Linked DNA regions of Zea mays: region 1 is linked to region 2. A link is a contact called in public Hi-C data. All regions are on one chromosome and are shown on one strand. Each heading gives the region's core, a stretch centred on a gene start, on an enhancer-like site or on the middle of the called end of the contact. The rest is flanking DNA. Distances are from core to core; before and after follow the strand shown.

Evidence for each region. Hi-C and Micro-C count contacts between places; a contact is called where the count stands out from the background.
Region 1: a Hi-C map of ear shows a contact between it and region 2, with 2.6 times the contacts expected there. The contact joins the promoter of LOC100281338 here to the promoter of LOC541933 in region 2. A contact is called at or near these places in 5 of 25 Hi-C or Micro-C datasets (ear, endosperm, leaf and 1 more).

What each region holds. Positions count from the first base shown.
Region 1 is chr4:130,232,387-130,235,974 of Zm-B73-REFERENCE-NAM-5.0, forward strand. It overlaps LOC100281338, which reads left to right and starts at 1,902. Exons shown (of 8, transcript NM_001159478.2): 1 at 1,902-2,105; 2 at 2,349-2,604; 3 at 3,262-3,333. The coding sequence starts at 2,416. LOC118477070 reads right to left here and starts at 1,576. Exons shown (of 5, transcript XM_035967608.1): 1 at 1,541-1,576; 2 at 1,036-1,143. The coding sequence starts at 1,576.
Region 2 is chr4:129,971,627-129,975,456 of Zm-B73-REFERENCE-NAM-5.0, forward strand. It overlaps LOC541933 (NAP1-related protein 2), which reads right to left and starts at 1,788. Exons shown (of 10, transcript NM_001111596.2): 1 at 1,376-1,788; 2 at 81-203. The coding sequence starts at 1,507.

The sequences.
Region 1 (3,588 bases), core at 652-3,151, 260 kb after region 2:
ATCAGAATCATCTGATGCAGCCTGGGGAACAGCCGATGTCACTACCCAAAATAATTTTAGGTCAGTGAGCCACATGCGAGTCTTAATCTGCCAGCGCTTAAAGCTAGCGCCGTCGAACGCTTCAGACTTAATGACATCAGAACTGGAGGCCATTATAAGAATTGGTTTTCTGGATTGTTGTAAATTTAGAGAAATAAGTGACATGCTTTCTACATATTTATATATATTAAATATTTTAATTCCGAATAAAACAATCATATAACTCAGATAAATACCATATGAAATTATAGCAGCAATGAACAGTAGCAATTCTAAGACATGTAAACATGTAAAATAGCTACACAGGTCCATTTCATAATTAAACATGGCTTGCAGATGAAGAAGGCAGATTAAACAAATAAACATAATTATTTATCTTAAACTATTGCTCTCAAAATAGCGGGTTGCTGTAATAAACAGCCCTCCAACACTAAGAGGTGATTAGAGATCCTCGACTAACGTGACAGTCGTATCTTACCAAATAAGGGTTTTAGATCAGATGTAATAAGCCTAATAATCAAATATAAATACTGATAGAAAGGAGATGTCTACTAAATAAATTAACAGAATTTAACACAGGTAAACAGCCTCAACGAAGAGAGATTTAATTAGGCACAAATAATATCAATGATGAAAATGATAATACACTAAAACCCAGACTGTCACGCTGTCTCACTACACCGCTATCATCATCGAGCACACAAATCCGCCCACAACAGTGCAATCACAACCAAGTATTTAATACTAGCAGATTGCACAAAATTAAACAGTAAATAAAATGAGGCAACGAATAACTCACAGCACGTAGATTGTCTACGTGGGAAGACCAGCTCAGCGAACACAAGGTTCTGTCCCAGAAAACCAATTCCGCCGCCCACGTCCGGGCCTGCACGGCGGGAGGTTGACGGAGATACTAGAGCCGCTGCCGGAGCCGAAGGAGACGTCCACGGCACCAGCCCGAGAAGACGAACACCGCGCAGCAGGGAGCCCAGGCACCAGGCCACGGTGGACAATAATCAGTACAGACTGCGCACCACACAGGTGCACAGATGGAACAACAGAGAGCAGGAGAACCTCACTGCGCACAAGCAGTGCTCCCTCCACCTTCCACCAGCAAGATTTACACCAGAACACCAAGAATCGAAGGAATCGATCCAAACCGTGACTAGAATCGAGAGGAGAAATAGGAACAGAGAGCTGGGATTTTTCGGCTAGATACCCAGCAGGGAGTAAATCTCCATACTTAAGAAGCCAGGCTCGAGGAGATTGAGCAGGGGGCGCCATGGATCTCGGGCGAGCCCTTAACCACCTGCAGAGCGCCGCCAGGAAGCAAATTTTGCTCTGCTCGTCCTCCACGATCTCCAAGCCGTGGTCTCTTCATGCCCTAGCCGCCTGCCAGCCGGTGGGCTGCTCGGTCAGATGGGCCTTGTAGCGGCCCACCCGACTGGCCCCCTCCTCTCTCTTTTTATTTAATAAAGGGAAAATCCTTAATATGGACAACAGTAGCAAGCACGTCAACTATGGAAGGGGGCACCATCGATATGCGGGGATCGATGTGGGGCGCCGACGACGAACGGGCGTGGCAGATGTGGATCCATCAATGGCTGGCCGCGGCGCGTGGCGTGGGATGGCCGGGCGGCGATCTGGCGAGAGAGGAGGGCACTGGCGAGAGAGGATGAGGATTGCGGGAGAGAGAGCGGGGATTGCGGGAGAGAGAGGAATAGAACGGCGGTGTTGGGTGGTGTGGGCGGGGTGGTGGTGGGGACGCGCGCGGCAGGTAAGCAGCCGAGCAGGACCGTGCGCCTAGAATGTGGACGACTATGGTACAAACATAAGTATTAGAGGTTTGCACGACGTCTGGTGTGTGCGAGCTCACAGTCACAAAAGAAACGATGTCCACTGGCGAACTGACGGCTCCGTCATGCGGCGATCGATAAAAATGCCGCGAGGCCACCACGCGAGACGAACGCAAACGAAGTGCGGAAAATAGGCCTATTTTTTCTTCTTCCTCGTAGAGATATTTCGGAAGAGGGAGTGCGTGCCTTCCTCTCAGCTGATTCGCCGAGGTACAAGCCCCTGCTAATTCACAAGCTTGCATCATAACTCAACCTTGCGTTTTGTGGAATTTATCCAGACGAGGGCTTCGATTCGATCCAGGAGTCGCCCAAATCGTCTTGTCTTCGACTTCGGTTCAACCCCCGAAACGAAATTTCTAGGGTTTTAGTGTCAATTTTGTCCCCCTTCATTACATTTGATTGGCGGTGGATTGGTTCCCGTTTTGATGATTCCCTGGGTTCGTTGGACGGCAGGACACGAGATCCTCTAGAGGGTTGTGCTGTTTGGCGTGAGGCTTTGGGGGCGATTTGCTTTGCTCGCATGGGGGATCATGTCGCTGTGGATGTTGGGGAGCTCGTTGCGTCCCGAGTCGGTGAGGCAGCGGGGCTATTGTCCGGCGGCAAGGAGGAAATGAAGGCGCTGGCTGGGATGGTGGAGTGCCGCATTTGCCAGGAGGAGGACCTCGCAAAGAACCTCGAGAGCCCCTGTGCTTGCAGCGGCAGCCTCAAGGTGCGTGCTGCCTTATTTCTCTTCAAACCAGAGATTCTGGATCCATCCCATGTTGCTTATGCTGTTTGCCTCTGGTTCCTTCTATTGTCAATTCATAGATGAGAAATTCTTAAATCTAAGTATCTAAAATGCTAGCATCAACAAAAGTAAAATATCGCATTGAAACTTCACCTGAATCGTTGTTAGGACGTAACATAGCTGTTAGATTCCATGCTGATTACTAATTATTGCACTCTGTATAAGTTGTTACTTCAGATGATGTGGCTTTTCAGATAAATCACCATATTAGATTCCTCTTCACTTTTTGTGATATAAAATCCAGTTGGGTGCTGTGGTTCATGATATTTTCATGAAAAAGTAGTTGCACAAACTGATGCTATTATGAGTAGACAAAAGCATGCCTGGTTTTATCGTCGATGTTGCTTAAAGAGTAGGACTTCCTTTTCCATTACTGTTAGCTACTTTTTGCAAGGTTAACAAACGAGTCACAAGGGCTTGGTATCTTGTCTGGGTTGCCTTCAACTGAAGACTTTGGTCATTGTCATTGTTTACAAGTGGTCTAACTGCTTACCTAAGTTTGTCTTTTGCCATCCTGTACGAGCCAAGCATTGCATAAATCTGTTTGCTAATTTTTTTATACCACATTTGTTTGCACAGTATGCTCACAGGGAATGTGTGCAACGTTGGTGCAATGAGAAAGGAGATATAATCTGTGAAATCTGCCATGAGGTAACCAATTGTTTCCTTCAACTACTACTCCAAACGTAGCAAAATGTATTGTTTTGGCGAAAGGGCCTCTAGCGTAATGGTTAAAAATGTATTGTTAAGGCTTTCGAGTAGCACCTCCAGGTCCCGGGTTCGATCCCCCTCGGGGGCGAATATCGGGCTTGGTTAAAAAAATCCCCTCGTTGTGCCCCGCCCGCTCTCGGGTTATGTCCTGTGCGCCATCCTCCGATTGGGCCGTTGCAGAGTGGACAGTGACGG
Region 2 (3,830 bases), core at 538-3,037:
ACAACAGATTAGAATCACATGCATCTGTAAACACTTCCGACAGAAATACACATTTGTATAGCACAGAGTAGCTAACGAACCGCTGTGAGCCAAAAGTCCGGGATGGTCTTGATAATGTCACCCCTCTTGAGATAGACAGGTCTGCGGATCTCACTGTATTTCTGCTCCACCTCCATAACCTTGTCACTTGCTTCCTCATTTACCTGTAAGCAATTAACAAAAGCACCATAAGCATCACAGTACTATGTTTCATTGACAAAACCTCCATAGTAAATAGTAAAGGCTCAGAACCAATGATCGACTTGTCTTAAAAAGGCATTCTTTTTCCAACAAAAATTTAATGTCATGGCTGATACAAGGGATCAAGTCCGGAACAATGATATGGGCGATAGGATAGGGGTAGCACCAATTGAAGAAAAGCTCCAACACCAGCTGAGATGGTTTGGAGATATCTAATGGAGACCTCTAAAGGCACGAGTGCGTAGTGGGATCCTAAGGCGCAATAACAATGGAAAGAGAGATAGAAAAAGGCTGAAGTTGACATGGGAAGAGGCACTAAAAAGGACTTGATATGATGGAATATACCCGAAGATTAATCTTGTGCCCCAATGTTGACTTGTCGTTCCGATTAGGTTTCAACTCTAGCCTGCCCCGAGTTGCTTAGGGACTAAAAGGCTTTGTTGCTGTTGATGATGATGTATGCCCTATTGCCCTGGCTGAATGACGTCGGATATCAGGGCGTGCAATGAACAAATGAGATAAGGGAAGTGTTTTTGAGCGTATGATCTTTGTTGCTTAATTCTGGTTATAAAGACAGCATAAAAAGTTCCACATGAACACGCAGCCTCGAGCATCAAAAGTTACACAGTATCCACATCAAAATCACCTACCAAAATGCTGTGATTAAAATAGACGTGTTTTCTGGGGTGTTTGAATGCACTAGAACTAATAGTTAGTTGGCTAAAAATTGTTAATGAAATTACTACCTAACTATTAACTAATTTACCAAAAATAGCCAATAGCTGAACTATTAGCTAGGATGTTTGGATGTTTCAACTAATTTTAGGCATTAACTATTAGCTCTAGTGCATTCAAACACCCCCTAAAGCTATAAAAAAATTCTGCAATATATAGTTACTACGTTTAGCTACCAGAAGCACCTTACCTATCAGCCAGGACACAAGATTCCTACGCTCTAGCTACAGACTACCACCAGAACTCCATCCTCTGCTCTCGAGTGGCACAATTAGTATAGTGCTCGAACAAAAATAGCAACCACCGAACCGTTACTGTTCAGTGCCGGAAAATTCCCGCATACACATCCGCAGCGGTGTTCCACCGCACGAAGGATAGGAAGAAGAGGCTTGCGGCTGACCTTCTCGAGCTCGTCCTGTATCTCCTGGAGCTTCTCGATGGAGAGGACGAGGACGCCGTCGATCTGTTCGTTCTCCTCGCCGCCGTCGGCATCAGTCTTGGCCTTCTTCCCCTTGTCCGCTGGTGCTGTCATCGCAAAGCCGCTGGCCTCACACGCCTCCTCGCGATAGGGATTTAGCCTCGTTGTGTCGCCCGCCTGCGCGAGCCGCGGGGGAGCGACTAGTGAGGAGGAAGGCAGGAAAAGGAGGCGGAGCTGGGAAGATGGCCGCGATGCCCGCGCGAGCTCTATTATAGAGGGCAGTGCTGAGATTCGCGCTCGTGAAGTGTTGTGTCGGCTTCGGATGTGTCGAGCCGTCGGATACGCGGGACTGTCCACTCGCTGGGGTTTTTCTAAAACCCTAACCCTAAGGATCGAGTGGGGCGCGGCGCGGGACGACATGTGTTCGGCCGCATGAAAAGGAACGAGCCAATTAGACACCCGATTTAGAGCAACTCTAAAATAACTTGTAAATTAACTCTAAAACAGAGAATAGTGATTATTTTATTCTAACAGCTCGCTCATTCTTCCAAAAAATTTGTGTCCCGCATTCACAGCATCATCTCCCTTATATTTTAGTGTATTTCATTCTTCCTCAATCTATTCCTCAACGTATCGGATCATCTACAGTCTCCTGACGACTGTATAGATTGCGCCACATGTCACATTTAGAGGAACTGTTGGAGTATCCATCATGATTCACTCTTAAAACTTTTTAGCCTACTCTTAATAATCAATTTTTGGGTAAAATTTTTAACATCCTTTTGGAGTTGCTCTTAGACCCTGTTTGTTTCGGATTATAATATCTCCAGATTATATAATCCAACGCAAATATATAGCAGATAAACAAACACATAGATTATGGGTTCAGATTATCTCTACTATTCCTTAAGAATGGAGTGTAGGCGTCCACAGTCACTTTGGTGCACGGTTCTGCCAAGTCTGGTTGTCGCGCCGCGGATCCCTCACCCTCCTCCCCTCTGCTCCCCGCCATCAACGCTGATCCGCCATCAACACGAGCCCTGCCTCCTAGGACCCCGCCCCCGTCCACGCCCCTAACCGCAACCCCCACCCTCGGTGACGCTAGCCCTGCCAGCCTTGGATCCCCGCGAGATGCAGGTTCTTCTCCACCTAAACCCTAACACAGCTTCACCACCGCGCTGTCAGCCTCACCGCAGCGGAGTTCCTTCGCCTCCTCCTCAACACCCGACCCCCGCCCCCGCTATGCCGCCGCCGCTTGGTATGTTTCATCTACGGTGAGGCAGCTAGACGCCTGTTGTTGTGCCCAACACTGGAGCGCCGCCCGCGCCATCGACCGTCGGGGGCACCGTCCCGCGCCTAGATCCCGCGAACGCCGCGCCCAGGCGCGGATATTGAGGAGCGAGGAGAACCCGCGAGTACGGGCACGAAGGCAGTGGCGACAAAAGGGAGCACGACGCGAGGCCGCGGGAGCGTTAAAAAGGGGGAAGGATCGCGAGCGGGCAGCGGCGGTGGCGGCAAGCGGGGGACAGACGCAAGGGGGGAGGGGTGGTGACTGGTGAGGGCCTCGGCACCGGCGCGATTAAGCCATTTTTATTCAGATCTGAACCAATTTCAAGTGTACTAGGTCCGATTGGAGGAGAAGATAAGCCTCTCGCTCGCGGCGCCTCCACCCGTGCCCGACTCTCGCTGTCGTAAGCTTGCCGATGGACCCTGCGGGGATGTGCCATCTCGGGCGGGAGGCTTCAGCCTAGTGAGTCTACCACCAAGCTTGAGTCGATGGAGCGTGCGGAGCGCACCTCGTCGGCGCCTATTGTTGTGCCCAAGACCGAGTTCTACATCCTGGTGTGGTACACGTTCAGCACCTACCTCATGTCGTGAGTGGCCTGAATCCCCCTATTGCTTCTCCAGCCGTGGAGATGTCGTCTTGACTGCTTCATTGCTACGTGGTGGTGGTTCGTAGATACTCGCAACTGCTCTCATCTGTTCCCGCTCAGGTAACACCAAAGCTCATGGATCCAGTCCCATGTCTGATTCTGCATCTGTGTGTTACCTCCTTGGTTTAGAGAACAGAGATCTGATCTAACTTTGTTGCCAAGGATCTGTAATTGTTTAGACTTCCATATATGATTCTAACCACTTTGTTGTAAATTTGTGATTTTTCAAAATTTGTTGTAGCAGCAAAGCATCGTCTGGTATTCATTTGTGTTTAGAACGTTGTGGGATTTCAAATCTGGTTAGCTTCTCATTACCAGACATGTCTTGATTTTAGATATCCACCTGTCTTGATTTTCTTGGATCTCTTTGCTCCTATGAACTACAAAAGAAAATATATTATTTTGCAACGCTAAATCAGCAAGAATGTTTATCTTAAAGCACAAAATATGTCTATGACCTATCCATTCTATACCGCCAACATATGCTGCAGTCCAATGTCGCA